2 separate regions of the Mus musculus genome follow, and region 1 is linked to region 2. Evidence: chromatin contacts called from public promoter capture Hi-C data. All regions are on one chromosome and are shown on one strand. The core of a region is the stretch at or near the end of the contact, and the rest is flanking DNA. Distances in the headings are between cores, read along the strand shown. Region 1 holds the start of Pbx4 (pre B cell leukemia homeobox 4). Region 2 holds the start of Lzts1 (leucine zipper, putative tumor suppressor 1).

Region 1 (4,306 bases), core at 485-2,984, 650 kb after region 2:
AATCAAGAACTGCGTTCATTCATGCATGACCTCACAAGTTTGGACCACTAATATGTTTTTGTACAAATACAGGACATATGCATAGGACCACTCTCCTCAATAAAGATTATAGACCCATAATGAAGGTGGGGGAGGGAAGATGATACATTTCTGCTGGAGCTGCCCATGCATTGGGGAGGAACCTCAATAAAGTCCCTGGTTCACAAAACTGGACTTGAGTGAAGTTGTTTCTTTGGTCAGGTTAACTTCTTATCCCAGAGCAGTTCCCCAGAAAAAGTCAAATATTGCAGACATTGATGCTCTTGAGGTCAGAAGAATTCTTTTTTTTTTTTTTTTTTAGATTTATTTATTATTATATGTAAGTACACTGTAGCTGTCTTCAGACACACCAGAAGAGGGAGTCAGATCATGTTACAGATGGTTGTGAGCCACCATGTGGTTGCTGGGATTTGAACTCTGGACCTTCAGAAGAGCAGTCGGGTGCTCTTACCCACTGAGCCATCTCACCAGCCCAGAAGAATTCTGAGGAGTCATAGAGTGGAGGACCCTGAGGGCTGCTGGGAGAACCCCAGGGCGGGGGGTGGGAGGGACTGTGAAAAGGACCAGAAATTTTGCGGAGCCTGGGACTCAGGTGTGAGAGGCCTTGAGGAAGAGGCAGGACTGGGGAGTGGGAATTCTGAGGAGCTGTGGGGAGCTATGAGGAGGAAGACCCACAGTTCTGAGGAAGTAGCCAGGGCAGTGAGGAGAGGGGAAGGCACTCTCAGTTACCAGTGAATTTGATATCAGTTTGAACTATATGAGGCACTGACTCAAGACGCTGAAAATTTAGGGTACAGATATAGTTAGGTTGGTAGGGTTTTGTCTGGTATGCTTGCTGCCCTGAATTCCATCCTCTTCACCACACAAACAGGGCCCTGTGGCACACAGCACTCATCCCAGCACTTAGGAGTTAGAGGTAGAAGAAAGTTCGAGATCATGCTCCAATCATAGCAAACTCGGGCAACCTTCATTACATAACAAACTTGAGGACAGCATGGGCAATAAGAGACTCTGTCTCAAGTTATTTTTGAAACAAGGTCTCTCTGTATAGCCCTGGCTGTCTGGAAACTATGTAGCCTAGGCTAGCCTAGAGCTCACAGAGATCCATCTCCCTGGTGTTGGGATTAAAGGCATGTGTCGCCTTGCCCACCCACAAATTTTTGAAATTTTTGAAAAATATGAAGATGGGGAGCAAACAGTGAGGATGCAAGCCTCTGAGGAAGTAAACTCAGATGTGAATGACTGTAAAGAACCCGGGCCCTGTGAAGAAGTGATAACCTAAACAGATCCAGGACTAAAGAGAAGGCAGAGGCACTGGAGTAAGCAAGGGACGAGGGCCTATGATGGGGAAGGTAGCCATAAAGTGCACCAGACTTAAGCAAATGCAGGCGGTAGTCGTTACCATGGCAACCCCAACCATGGGGTTCCTTTCTTACTGGCAGTTGAGAAAGGAAGTTTCTAGCTAGTCGCTGAGGAGGGGGAACAGTGCATGGTGCTGATTGGTGACGGCGCCCACAGGGGGCGTGTCCTGAGGGGTGGGAGGATCAGAAGAGAATTCCTGTTTCCTAGACAACCCTCAACCCTCAGCAGCCGTTGAGAAGCTGTTTGGGGCGCATCGCGAAGGAGAGGGTGATGCACGGCGAAGATAGATGAAAAGGGCGTTTTATTGGCTAGTGGACTTGAAGGAGGCGTGGTCCCTGGGTCTGCGGCGGTTGGCTGCTGCGCAAGCGCGAGAGCCCGGCGGGACCTGTCCCTCTGCGCTCGCTCGGGACTGTAGCCCATGGCCGCCCCTCTGCGTCCCGTGCCGCCACAGCCCGCCCCGCGCCGCCTGCCGACCACAGCTCCACTAGGCCATGACACGAGCGACGTCCTGCAGCAGATCATGGCCATCACCGACCAGAGCCTGGACGAGGCTCAGGCCAGGTGCGGCTCCCGGGCAGGAAGGGAAGGGGCGGAGGCGGGATGAGGATGGGACAGGTGCAGCTGAGCTTGGAGTGATGGACAGGCGGAGTGATCTTGGGCCAGAGGGAATGAAGGATACAAGAATTTGTCCTGGACTAAAGGGTGACTTCGTGAGGAAAGAGGGTATCAGAGTTATGGAGGTAAAAGCCCGGCCCTGGGAACAGGAGACATTGGAAGGGTTAAGTGATCTATTATTGGCGGACGCGTAGGGTTGGGGTAGGGCAAAGACCGCAAGTTTGCAAGTCACACAGTGGAAGAGAAGCTACTGAAGAGCCTGTACTAGAATGATCTGATACAGGATCCGTTGAGAACTTTCAGGAACGGATATGGGGAGCTGGGTGGACATAGAGGGCACCCGTCTTTTTATAGTTTTTATTTTCTCTTTGTGTGTATGTGTGTGTGCTCCCGACATGTGAGTAGAGATCTCCAGTTCTTTGGGAGTGTAGCGAGTACACTAAACCACTAAGCTCTCTCTCCAGTGTACCCACCCCCAACCTGGCAGGAGCTTTTATCACCAGGCTTGCTTCAAACTCATCATTTTTTTTAAAGAGTCAGTTATTTTATGTATATGAGTACACTGTAGCTGTCTTCAGACACACCAGAAGAGGGCATCAGATCCCATTACAGATGACTGTGAGCCACCAAGTGGTTGCTGGGAATTGAACTCAGGATCTCTGGAAGAGCAGTCAGTGCTCTTAACCACTGAGCCCTCTCTCCATCCCTCAAACTTATTAAAAGATAACCTTGGAAGGATCTTTGAGTTCGAGGCCAGCCTAGTCTGCAAAGCGAGTTCCAGGACAGCCAGGGCTACACAGAGAAACCCTGGCTAGAACCATCCAGAGACTCAAACAAACAAACAAACAAACAAAAGATAACCTTGAACTCCTGATCATGCAGTCTTTACCTTCAGAGTGCTGGGGTGAGAGTCATCCGCCACCCACTAACCACATCCCAAGGATTCCTTTTCTTTATATTTATTTGTCTGTTTGTTTGGGAGAGGACCTCATGTTTCCCAGGCTAGCCTGAAACTCTCCATACAACACATACAGTCCAGGATGATCTCCTGCCTCAGCCTCCCTGAGTGCATGTACCAGCACACCCAGCTCGTGTGATGCTCAGGCTGAACACAGGGCTTTGTGCATGCTAGGCCAGCACTCAGGGACCCATTTTAAAGCATTTCTTTCATATATGTGTGTGATGATGTGGCTTTGTGTGTATGTGCACGTGTGCATGCTGGTCCACATCGCGCATGTGTGTATTGAGGTAAGAGGTCACTATCAGCGGTCTTCCTCGATCATGCTCTGGCTTTTGCATTTACATTTATTTATGGACTGAAGCATGTATATGAAGTCTCAGAAGCCCTGAGAAAGTCAGTTCTTCCCTTCCACTCTGGTTCATGAGGTCAAGTTGGGATTTGGGTTATTTCCCTGCCTTGGGTTCCATAGACTTGGAGTGGCTGCAGAATTGCTGCTCCAGAGATGTAGAAGGGGAAGAAGCCAGGAGTCCGTTCTTGCACAGGTCCCCAAAGGCTACCTCAGGAGCTGTTGTTTGGTGCCCACACCCTGCCTCCATTGTTGTGGGTTTTTTCAAGACAGGGTCTCTCTGTGTAGCCCTGGCTGTCCTGGAACTCCTGAAACCAGGCTGGCCTCGAACTCAGAAATCTACCTGCCTCTCTCTGTCTCCCAATTACTAGGATTAAAGGCATGCGCCACCACTGCCCGGCCTTACCTTGCCCTGCTTAATTATTGTATTTTAAAGACAGGATTCCACTGAGCGCAGAAATGACAGATTAGCTGAAGTGAGTTCCTGGCATCCTTCTGTCTCTACCTGACCTTCTCCCGCCCCCAGCATGGGCTTTAGAGATGCTATTACAGCATGTCAAGCTTTATCATAGCGATAGACTCAAGGGAACTCAAGGCAGCCACTTCCTGACTGACTGAGCCGTCCCTCCAGTCTCTGAACAGACCCTCTTTTTTTTTTTTTTTTCTTTTTCCTGGACAGGGTTTCACTGTATAGACCAGGCTGCCCTCAAAATCAGAGATCCTCCTGCTCTGCCTCCTGAGTTCTGGGATTAAAGGCACACACTACCACATCTGACTTGAGAACCCATTTTTATTACTTTTAACAGAAGCTTTTAAAGATCATTTTATTTTCCATGTATGAGAATCTTACCTACATGTGTTGATGTCTACCATACACAGTCCTGGTGCCCAAGAGGGTCAGAGGTTATCAGATTCCTTAGAACTCAAGTTACAAATGGTTGAGTGCTAGAAATTGAACCTAGGTCTTCAGCAAGAATAGCCAA
Region 2 (3,975 bases), core at 1,036-3,535:
CAGAACCCCTGAATTTCAAGGAAGCACTCGTTCAAGGAAACTAACCCCAGACTATGATATTCATTCCTGCTTCATTGTGGGTCCCAAAGCCTTGCGTTTTGTAGCATCCAATGAAAAGCTGTGGGGTGACTGTTAAACACGCCCAAAGGCATAAGAATACATTTTCAGGAACAGAGATCTACTTCTTCACCCATACATGCAGACATCTCGCTTCTTAACCCTGCATGGCAACTGAGCACTCTTCACACTCTCAGAGAACTGGCACACCCAGAGCACTCCCCAACAGCATACTTCTCCTACCTCAGCTCCTGCAACCATCAGAGGTAGATAGCCACACAAGGAAATCTCCTTCAGTCTCAAGAGTGCACAGACTGAATGGCTAAAGCAGGTTTGCCTTGCAGAGGGCGCCAAGACATAGGCTAGAAATAGGAAAGACAATCATCCTGAGCAAAAGCAAATGTCTGGTCCTTCCATGAACCCTCCAGGAAGGATGCTCTCATTCCCCCCCCCCCGCCATCTCCCCCTCCCCCCACACACAGACAGTTCTTCTCAACTCTAGCAGATGAGTGCTCTATACTCCCATCTCCACAGCTAAGACATGAAGTTTTGGATTTCATTAATGATGGACTTGGCTCTCATTGGTTATGGGATCTCAGGGAACACCCTTGCATTTTGGTGCCTCTGTTTCTTCACTGGCAGACACAGAGTAAATCACATCTCATACTAATGTGGTAGTTACGGTGTGAGGATAAAGGAGACAACAAATGAGATAACATCTATGATGCACTGAAAATGGTCAGAAGAAAGAGCTAGGTAAATACAAGGTGTGGGCCATTGCCTGATTAGGGTGCATTCTCTGCCCACAGACTCCTGCCCACATTCTGCTCTGTGCCAACCTTGAAGACTCTTACCCCTGTAAACTCTAACTTGGATATTCATGTGCATACACCTTTCAAACACCTCCATTTTCCTTCTGTCTGCCTGCAGAAAATTGTTTCTGAACTTGAAGGAAGCTCAGGTTACAAATCCTCAAAATCCCTTACCAGCAGCCCCCCCCCCCCCCCCGTCAGGATCTGGGTTCTGGGAGAAGTGCATGCGGGCAGCTCATCTCTCTGTGATGGGCTGAGACTAGATTGTGTTTCCAGGGAGGAGAGACCCTCTGGTGGAGAAGTCTCGATGACAGCTACCCAGAACCCAGAGCCTGCTCCTCAGCAATCCAAGGAGCATGCAGAAAACCTGAGGGCAGAAGGCATGGTTCTTGGATCCCTAAACATCTCTAGTGCTTGGGAAATTGAGGACTGACAACCCGTGGGTGAGCAGAATGCTCACATGTGCCACAGTTTAATCCCTTCCACTTGGAGCAGGGAAGGGAAACATCACCTGGTCCGTGGTGTTTGGGTTTCTATTGCTGAGTGAAGCCAGGGCAGATGAGAAGCAAAAACAGAGGGGATCTGATTCCCTGTGGTGAATGAGAAAAAGGAGTGAACTGAGGTGTGTCAGTGTGTGTCTATGTGTCTGTCTACCTGTGTATTCGTCCAAGCTCATTCCTATTCCTTCCAGACACATGTACCTCCAAAGTTCCAGCCAGCAAGGTAAAGTTCACTAGCCAGTCGCCAGCAGCTGGATCCTCTGTCTGGGGCCCCAGTCTCTGTGGCCTCACTTCCTCACCTCTCATTTCTTCATCTCTACATTCATGTCACCTAATGCACGTCTCCAAGATGAAATTCAGGTTTACGAGAATCCCCGGTCTGACAGACAAAGACATAAGGATTGACTGATGCACACCATTTCCTTCCGGCTGGGGTCAGATTAGAAATACAATCAGTGACAGGGAAGAAGACTCCCCCACACCTACCACTGCCCTTCACCCCGATAGTTACATGTAGAAACAAAGACACCTAGACAGACGCGGACACAGACAGACAAAGACCGACAGACGAGCGGACTCACTCCCGGGAGTGGTATGCTGTAGAAAGCGAAGTCTTCCCTGTGTCTGGGCCGTCCGCAGAGCTGTAGACCCTGCACGAAGGAGGAACAGGACCCTGGGTACCCGTACCTTACCTGTCTGTCCTCCTCCGCCTTGGGGATAGCTGCAAATGGCTGCAGATTTTGATTTTTCGGTGTATTTTGTGCAGTGCCCCTTTCTCTTTTTCTGGAGGGCTCCTAGAGCCGGCGGATCCCGCGTCGCTCAAGTCACACTCCCAGGAGCAGCAGAAAGACAGAGAAACTTTCGGACTGTGAGCTTGTCGGAGCCTCCCAGAGCCCGCCAGCTCGTCCGGGCGCTCTGGCCCTTGCGCTGGGTCCCTGGCCGCCGGCGGGGCGGGGTGGGGCGGGGCACGAGTGGGGCGGGGCCAGAGTCAACGACATTCATTGGCCCGCACTGCCTGCACCCTGTCCTGCTCTCTCCCCGGCCTTTGTTCCAGACTGACAGCTGGGGTTGCTCCGACCTCCTGGCTCCTCTGTGCCCAAAGCCCGCGCCGGTCAGGCTCGCAGTTTCTTAGCTCTCGTTTCATCACACTCGGGGGTTCCTGTCTGTTCAGCCTTTCTCTATCTTTCCTCATCTTCCACTGTCTCCTCGTTCTTGCTTTCTCTGTCTGCATTCTATTCGCCTTTGCATTTTCTTTACCCATTTTCTGCATTCCCTTCTTCTTTGCTACCTCTGCCTCTTACCGGTGATTTCTCCAGCCCAACTCCCAGCCACAACCCCAGCAAAAGGTTGAGTTTCTTGGTTTAAGGACCAAACTAACGGTCTAGAGGGGTTATGAGGGTATTGCTTCACCTTGCTGCGATTATAGACCAGAGAGCCCAGAGCCTCCTGACTTCAGTCCTCAAAAAGATCCAATTAAATTTTGACACTTCAGAAGCCTGAGTGATGCTAGCCAGTAATCCCAGGGACTTGAGAGAGGCTGAAACAGGAGAATTAAAAATTCAAGTCCTGCCTGGAGCACCGAAGTGTAACCTTGTTTCAAAATATAAAGTAGAAATATATAGGCAGGGCGGGCTGGATAATTAGCTCAGAGATAAAGGTTGTGGCCTTAATTTCGATCCCCAGCAGTAAAAGCATCAGCCATCCACCCACTTTTCACCACCTATCTGAGGGTACACTGAGGGTAAGATAGTGAAAAGCAGGCCAGTCTGAAGGCAGAGGCGCTGTCCAGAAATTGCCAGCTTTGCCCTGAAAGGGGCAGGTTAAGGGAAGGAGAGTAGGGATCACTAATAGCATGACTGAATCAGAGTCTTTCTGACACTCTCCTGCCCCAAACCTCTGCTGCTCCCTCCTGCTTTTGACCCTAGATTAATTTAAAGCTTTATTTAATTATGTAATTCTAGCTTCCTGAACACTAAAGAGGGAAAATAAATAGCCAGCCAGCCTGTAATCCCAGCACCTGGGAGACCTGGGAGACTGAGACAGGAGAGTTTATGCCAGACGTCTCTCTATCTATACGTTCCCCAGTTCCAGTTCCGAGTTCCATCCTTACTCCCACCTCTAACCACCACAGGCAGAATGATGCCTCTTTTGATGGAAGCCTTTTCTTCTTTCTGTGCCCCACTCATTGACTTGGTATAAGCATGTCTTCTCAGAGGTGTCTCAGGAATTTTGGTGAATAGGGAGGATACAGAACAATTGTTCTGGCTCTTGAAGGTAACAGTGGACTCCAAAGAGAGACTAAGGACGGTGGATTACAGATCTTTGTCAACTCAACTTTGTCCTTGGTCAAACTCAATTTTGTCACGATTGTGATATTCCAGAGAACTGGACAAAGGAGCCTATAGCTTTCTGGTTCTGGCCCTACCTTTGCTATTACAAAGTCATATCCTAGGCTAGACCTCAGTTTCCTGTTCTGCAAAGTGGGTATTACATATGGCACTTTTTTCCTTTTTTGAGACATATTCTCAGTAAGTAGTCAAGGCTGGCCTTGAGCTCACGACTTTTCTTTGGAGAGCTAGGATTACAATTGTGACTCATCATGACTA

Evidence for each region. Promoter capture Hi-C pulls out the DNA fragments that hold promoters and counts their contacts.
Region 1: a promoter capture Hi-C map of cranial neural crest shows a contact between it and region 2. The contact joins the promoter of Pbx4 here to the promoter of Lzts1 in region 2. A contact is called at or near these places in 2 of 39 promoter capture datasets (cranial neural crest and stem cell-derived epiblast-like cells).

Annotation. Positions count from the first base shown.
Region 1 is chr8:69,830,890-69,835,195 of GRCm38.p6, forward strand. It overlaps Pbx4 (pre B cell leukemia homeobox 4), which reads left to right and starts at 1,735. Exons shown (of 8, transcript NM_001024954.2): 1 at 1,735-1,962. The coding sequence starts at 1,820. Lpar2 (lysophosphatidic acid receptor 2) reads left to right here. Exons shown (of 3, transcript NM_020028.3): 3 at 1-213.
Region 2 is chr8:69,181,913-69,185,887 of GRCm38.p6, forward strand. Lzts1 (leucine zipper, putative tumor suppressor 1) reads right to left here and starts at 2,286. Exons shown (of 4, transcript NM_001370971.1): 1 at 2,062-2,286.